Regions from separate parts of the Mus musculus genome. Here region 2 is linked to region 1. A link is a contact called in public Hi-C data. All regions are on one chromosome and are shown on one strand. The core of a region is the stretch at or near the end of the contact, and the rest is flanking DNA. Distances in the headings are between cores, read along the strand shown. Region 1 has its middle 480 kb from the start of Isl1. Region 2 has its middle 130 kb from the start of 4930435F18Rik.

The links. A called contact is a pair of places that touch in the nucleus more often than the background predicts.
Region 2: a contact with region 1 is called in a Hi-C map of the N1E-115 cell line, with 8 times the contacts expected there. The contact joins two enhancer-like sites. A contact is called at or near these places in 1 of 484 Hi-C or Micro-C datasets (the N1E-115 cell line) and 2 of 115 datasets of contacts at active chromatin or transcription factors (the NIH/3T3 cell line and embryonic forebrain).

Annotation. Positions count from the first base shown.
Region 1 is chr13:115,823,922-115,827,411 of GRCm38.p6, reverse strand. No RefSeq gene overlaps it. Among named protein-coding and RNA genes, the nearest start is that of Isl1, 480 kb to the left of the region's middle. Within about 2 kb of position 1,966, at least 2 of the 459 cell types and tissues checked have an H3K27ac peak or open chromatin away from gene starts, as enhancers often do. A contact at or near this core is called in the N1E-115 cell line, where this site is marked.
Region 2 is chr13:116,710,052-116,713,541 of GRCm38.p6, reverse strand. No RefSeq gene overlaps it. Among named protein-coding and RNA genes, the nearest start is that of 4930435F18Rik, 130 kb to the left of the region's middle. Within about 2 kb of position 1,876, at least 51 of the 459 cell types and tissues checked have an H3K27ac peak or open chromatin away from gene starts, as enhancers often do. A contact at or near this core is called in the N1E-115 cell line, where this site is marked.

The sequences.
Region 1 (3,490 bases), core at 717-3,216:
CTATTATTTCTCCAATGAAATTATATTCATATGCCGGGTGTGGTGGCACATGCTTTTAATCCCAGCACTCGGGAGGCAGAGGCAGGCAGATTTCTGAGTTCGAGGCCAGCCTGGTCTACAAAGTGAGTTCCAGGACAGCCAGGGTTACACAGAGAAACCCTGTCTCGAAAAAAACAAAACAAAGCAAAACAAACAAAAAAACAAAAAAACAAAAGAAAGAGAGGAAAAAAGGAAGAAAGAAAGAAAGAAAGAAAAAAAGAAAGGAAGGAAGGAAGGAAGGAAGGAAGGAAGGAAGGAAGAAAGGAAGGAAGAGAGAGAGAGAGAAAGGAAGAAAGAAAGAAACTATATTCATTTATTAACCACATGCTAGGGCAGGCTCTATGCCAAGGGGTAGCAAGCCAACACAAAATGTCTTTCATGGTTGGTGTTTTTATATTATGTTTAGATAGACAAAGAGGCAGAGAGAAGCAGAGGGAGATAATGAAGTTTAATGAGCAATAGTGTGGGGAAATGTGGGGAGGAGTTGGAGGGAAGGAGAATAAATAATATCAAATATATTATCTGTAAGTCTCAAAGAGTAAATAAAAAGATTATTTTTCTCTAATCAAAATGTATTTTCTGTAATTTTTTTACATTTTTTGCAATGCATATTACATTATATTCATAGAAGAGCATCTAAATAAAAATAATAAATACTAATATTAGTACTGATATTCTTGGAACAATTTTTATTATTTAGGATTCAGTTTGGCTGAAACATAAAAGTCATGGTAATTATTTTTGTTTCTTAAAATAAAATAATACCTAGCACCACTTTTTATTGTTATTCCAATTTGAGCATGGCTTGGCTAATTTTAAAATATTTTATTCTGGAGTTCTCAAATAATATACAGAATTCCTCTAGAAAAAAATACATATTCTATTGTAAAAATTTACTTGTATTTTATGAAAACGAATTATCAATGTTAATTTTCTTAAGCAACAATAAAATATGATTCAAACTCTTTCACCAAAGATGGAAAATTATGTGACTTATTTATTCCAAAGATCCCCAACTGACTGTAGATTAATGTTACAATAAGCATAAATGTGATAAATGAATGTATTTAAATCCAGGACAGTGGTAGAGTTTTAATTATGAAGCAAAACAGCAATTAATGAAAATGCATTTCATATACTTGATGATGGTTTTAATTGGATTGCATTTGTTATGTGAAAAGTAAATTAAAATATAACTACACACAAGTTTCTTACAATGCAAATGCTCATCAGTAAGAAGTGTTTGATGACTAAAGAATGATGAACTAACTGAACATTCACAAACTATTCTTTTATGTATGATCCATAGAGTACAGAAAAGAAGTTTCAATACGTCATTATAAACAACCAATTTCTATGACTTGGCCTGGATACAGCTTTTCATCAAATTATTCAAGATGGACCTACAGATTAGGGTGCCCTAACGACAGAGTCAACGTTAATTAGTCTTCACTAACAGACAAGCAGTAAACTTCATGAGGTCAGCTGCACCCCCAAGAAAGTGGACATTAGGGAGAGATTTTTAAAGCAGTGTCTGTTTTTATAGGTAGTGCAGGGAAAGGCTAAGCCAATAAAATGTAATGGTTCCATCCTATATTTTAATAGCAACCTCCAAAGTACACAGCACTTCCCTGTGATTTGAAGGCAAAGCCCTGGACCAGGTTAAAAATGGCACGTGAGCACAGAAAATTACCGTCACTTCACTTTCATTCTGAGAACTGAACATAACAAGTGAATGGCAATCAAACGTATACCAATCATTGGTTTGGGAGGTCAATTCTTCGTATGCTGAGCCACGAGGAGACCCCAGAAGCCACCTTGAGACTCCTTCAGTTGATAAATCATGGGAGGTCTATGTTTGAGAGGGAGAGAGAACACCAACCTAAGATTCTAAGGATGCTATTAGGAAATGTTAGGCGTGAGCAGCTGTAGTCAATTATGGCTTCATTTTCTCTTCAGTCGTCTTTGGTTGCATGCCATAACTGCACAGGGCATTGAGGTTTATGGCTCTAAAATAGCCTTGTCATTTTGTGAAGCCTACCAGAGCAGAGAGGTTTGATAAATGGTTTTTTAAAATGTTACTTAGAAAGCAGCTTCAATCAGATTAGTCCTCGGCTGTTTGTTTTCAGAATCGTGATCATCCCTAAGCATCCCACAGCTAGGCTGGTGCCACCAATTTAGAGAGTAAGATAACAGATTCAACAAACTCTATTTCTTTCATTGTTTACAGGGTGTTTATGTTGCATTTTATAACAACTCAATTCAATAAGTGCTCCATTAATTTGCTCTTAGATGGAACCCTGTTATGGAGTTAGTGGAGTATAGATGTTAAAAATTCATCACAGAGAAGATACGGTCTCCGAATCTCAACAATCACAAAGTCTTCATTTTTGCTCACAACAGGAAACATTAATGGTTTGGTTTACTGGTGTGCTTTTAAAATCTATGTCATCACTTAAAATAGAAGAAAGAAAGGAAATGATTCTCAATTGATGTGTTCTAGCACCTAATCTTAACAGCTGTTACTGGACCAAAAAAAAAAAAAAAGGAAGAAAAATAGAAAAAGAAAGAAAAGAAAGGGAAGTCTATTTTGAAGCAAACAAGGCTTTGCAGACTCCATTACTTAATATACTATTAAGGATGCTTATGTAATATAATTTATTGAAAAGAAATCACATGAAGTACTGAAGGCAACAGCTTGGGGATAAAAAGGTCCAATTGTCAGCAGATCACAGGAGCAACAGGGCATTTCCCCACTGGTGCTCAGTGTAATTGCAACAGCGACAGGATTCAGACTCTCCTCCATGTGAAATTTGTCTTTCACCCAATCAACTCAAACAGGGAATGCAGTACAAAGCATATTATATTCCATCCACTTCCCAATAAAGTCCGTGGTGTCCAATCAGGCTTCTATTGTCAGCAGAGAATCTGAAATGGATACAATCATCAAATGGATCCAAAGTTGTCAATCATCCTCGATCTTTCCTTCCCTTTCTCTCTCCCTTCAGGATTTAAGAATTCCAATGGAGGGTCATATCGATTTGAGATTTTAGAGGGCAATTGTTGAGACGGAAGAGGTTTCCTAATTATTTTCAAATGAAAAATTACCAGATTGCTTCAGTATTTCTTCTACTGATAAGTAAGTATCTTTTGGATGAAAATCGTGGACTTTTACTGAAAACTACTTTTTTTTTAAAAAAATTTAACTGGCTATATTTTATGTGCCATTCTTTAAAGTACTAGGTAAAGCTTATGTTATACATTTGTGAGATTGGTAGGAATCTTTTGAACTTCCTGATCATTTCTATTATTTTATGTTTCTATGTACATAAAAGTAAAATTTATAATAGTTATATTCTTTCCATAATCACTTACTTACCTCCATATTATAAATACATGCTATTTCAAAGGAGGAGACTGGAGCTAGGTGACAGGGTCCTAGAAACATGCA
Region 2 (3,490 bases), core at 627-3,126, 890 kb before region 1:
AAATACCCAGAAATGTGTATTTCCCATCATTGCTGTTATTTGTATGCCCTATCTTTCCCCCAGCTCCTTTATGACTCAAATCCTTGTGTAAATTACCATAAAAGGAAAGCACTTTATTTATAGAGGGTTCTCTTTTGCCTAAATATTCCAGATGAGAATTTTTTTAAGTGACAATGAAAACTAACATTTTTAAAAATGTTGTTAAGGATATTGTAAAAACCTTAAACATCATCCACACTTCAAAGCAAAGTTCAAAAATCTGGGTTGCATGACTTGTCTCTTCGGGAAATGAATTCAACACCTCATAAAAATATCTTCAGGCTTCTCAGTAAAGCCATGTTTGTTCTTTGTGTGTTTGGAGTTTGTACTTTCTCTGAGTGCAGAAGATGTGTTAGCAAGCTAACTGGGATTATGCCCTTTACAGAAAACGAAGGCTCCTTTGGGAAAACTATTTGTCCAAAAGGAGTCAATGGCTTTCTGGCTTACAGTCCACTGCTTCTTCTAGCCCTTCTCTCAGTAGTAGCTTTGTGTTAAGGTCGTTGTTTTATTGATGTTGAAGTTCCTCACAACATAATTTACCCCCAAGGAAAGAAGCAGCAAAGCAGGAAATTATTCTCTGAAGTCTCCAGTTGTTTCAAGTCACAGCCTGATACTAAAGCGCAAAATTCAGTTTTCCATACATTAATATCATCTTTGCAACATCTCCAAGGAACCTAAAGAGAAATAGCAATCCTGAGGGTTTCTACAGGGAAATAATATCTATCAAATAAGATACATTAAAAAATTAAGTGTTAAATCGACGTCTTTTTAAAAATTGGGCTCTAGTCTGATAGTACTTTGGAAAAGTCAGAAAAATTTTAACTACGGGCTCTCCACTCTCCCTACCTTGAGGTACATATTTTGAGAGAAGATGACTTTCGATCTTATAGTCTGAATTGGAATACCGGAAGTTCTGACTGTGATCCTGGGCGCAGCCGCGGATGTATGTGCGTGTGCATGCTCAGCATAAAACAGTCATGCCCCCATGACTGTCAGCAATCCTATGAAGGAGCCAGCTCAGGGCTCTATGCCTTCTTAGTGGAGCAGCGTGCCTTTACGGTTTCTCTTCCCTTTGAAGACACTAGGAGGCGCGCCAGCACCAAGTTTGCTCCTTTACGCTCTGTACCAACAACGCTAAAAGGTTTTGTTTTGTTGCTTTTTTTTTTTTTTTTCCTTCATTTGAAAGTCTGCAAAGGGAAAAGACTGGGAAATGCACTTGGTCTGTTTATACATCCGAGGCCCGGAGGTGTTACTTTAGAGAACAATATCCTCTAGAATGGCTTTTCCCTCTCACCCCGCCTCAGCTCTCATTCTGTCTCAGGTGGACTTGGAAAAATACAATAAAATAAAAAAAACTTCACACAAGGAGAAAGTCCCGCCCCGAGGCCGGGTGGGATGGTTTACAGCCTGGACCTCCAGCAGTTCGGTGTTTAAATAAATCTTAGTGAGCAATGGAGACCGATCTTCACATTAATCTTGAGTAATTAGCGTTATAACCCTCGGCCCGTTCAAGACAAAGCTTTATGCAAATGTCCCCCCTTCCTTTCCAGATGCCTCTTCCCGGGGCCTGCCCCGGTCCCCTTATCCCCTAGCCCCCTGGGTTGCTAACGCCCCTGCAGATCCAGAGCCTCTTTTTTAATAACACGGTACGTTGAGGACCTTTAAAAAAAATGATGAGGGTTCTGGAGTTTTTAAAAGATTTAAAAAAAGGGAAGTAAGGGCAGCTGCAGAGGGGCGGGGGAGGGGGGTGCACAGCCGGGGCTGTTAGACAGGGTTAGCCTCCAGCGAACTGGCACCTGCCCTTGGCAGCCAGGCTTGTTCAGTCAAGGACAGAACCCACCGAGTAATGAGATTCGGAGGTTGGGAAGCGAGATTTTCTCCAAACATCAGACTGGAGGGCTGAGGGAGGGAGGGAGGATCTTCCAAGGGAGACCTTCCAGGAAGGTTAGATCTCCAGTTTGGCCCTTGGGACACCACTCTGACTTTCGGTCCTATACATAGAGAAGATTCTGAACTTGGGTCCTCAGCTGGGAGTCGCTGCTAAAAGGAGACATGGCCTAACAGGAGGCGGAGGAAGAGAATATGAGAAACCCCAACTCACAAGTTTTTATGCGCAAAGGTCGAGGAGGGCGGCGCTCACACAGAGCACAGACACGGAGCTAAGAGCGTTCAGGTCTCTGTCTGGTGCTGTACTATCTGCTGTGTTGTGTTGACTGGCTCTGAGGACTTAGATTTTCAGTTTATTCCAAGGACCCGCTCGCCGTTTTATGGCTGTACTTATTTTTTAAAAAATCTCTCTGGTCCGTAACGAAATGACTCAAACTCCCAAATCTTTGCAGACCTGAGAATGGAGCCTCCCAAGCTTCAGTGTGCATCCCTAATGCCGTAGTCCACCCAGCAACACACACACACACACACACACACACACACACACACACACACCCCACACCGCCCTCAGTGCTTCCTTTCTCACAAAGCAGAACCTAATGAGTGCTAAGGTATTAAGCAGAAGGGCTCAGAGAATGTGGCCTAGGGACTGTACCTGTCACTCCTCTTGAAAACTTCTACAGAAACAGTTTTCTGATTCAAAACGCGCCTCAAGCCTCCACACACATTATCATCCTTCTGTCTTTATACTTTTAGGTTATTCCTTCTCTCTCTCTCTCTCTCTCTCTCTCTCTCTCTCTCCCCCTCTCCAGCTGACCTCTCCATTCTCAAAAAGGTAAGCATAGCACTAAGGGGGAAAGCCACGGATGTGACTCTTTTTAACTCATAATAGCTGTGGTCTACACTGTGTTTATGAAACGGAGTAAGAAAGGGAGGGGGCTTAATGTAACGACACCGCCAGGCTGTATAAATACAATATTCATTTTTTAAAAGTGAAGTGGATTTGGTTTACTCTGAAGACCAGTAATTCAAACAGCACCTATCTGCTGCAGATAGAGCAGCTATGCACATCTACACGGGCAAGTTTGAAATTTAGAACAAGGCTTTGATTTATTCCCTTTCTATCAGTGATTAATGCCCCTTAATTAGCTAATCTCAAAGCTATTATTTACACCGATGGCAGACAAAGGAAAACCTGATGATCCAACGCTTATGTCAGCTTGGAAAGCTAAAACAAAACAAAACAAAAATGTTTTATTCAGAGTGGAGTCCAGAGTCTTACAAGTGAACCTTAAAATAACAAAGAATCCCAAAGGTAAAAATAAAATAAAATAAAATAATAAAGCCACTTTAAAAGATTTAGAAGAATACTCCTCGGTCGCTCCCCAATCTAAATCTTCTTCTTCCTTCCTCTTCCTTTTGCCTGGAGCAATGTGAGAGGAGATAATTAAAGAGGAAGACTATGTTTTGTCTTCTAAACATTAAAAATCTAGGAAATTTCTTCAGTTGCTATGGGGAACATTTACAGAGGAGTTTCTGAAATCGGGTATGAGGAACGGGTTCT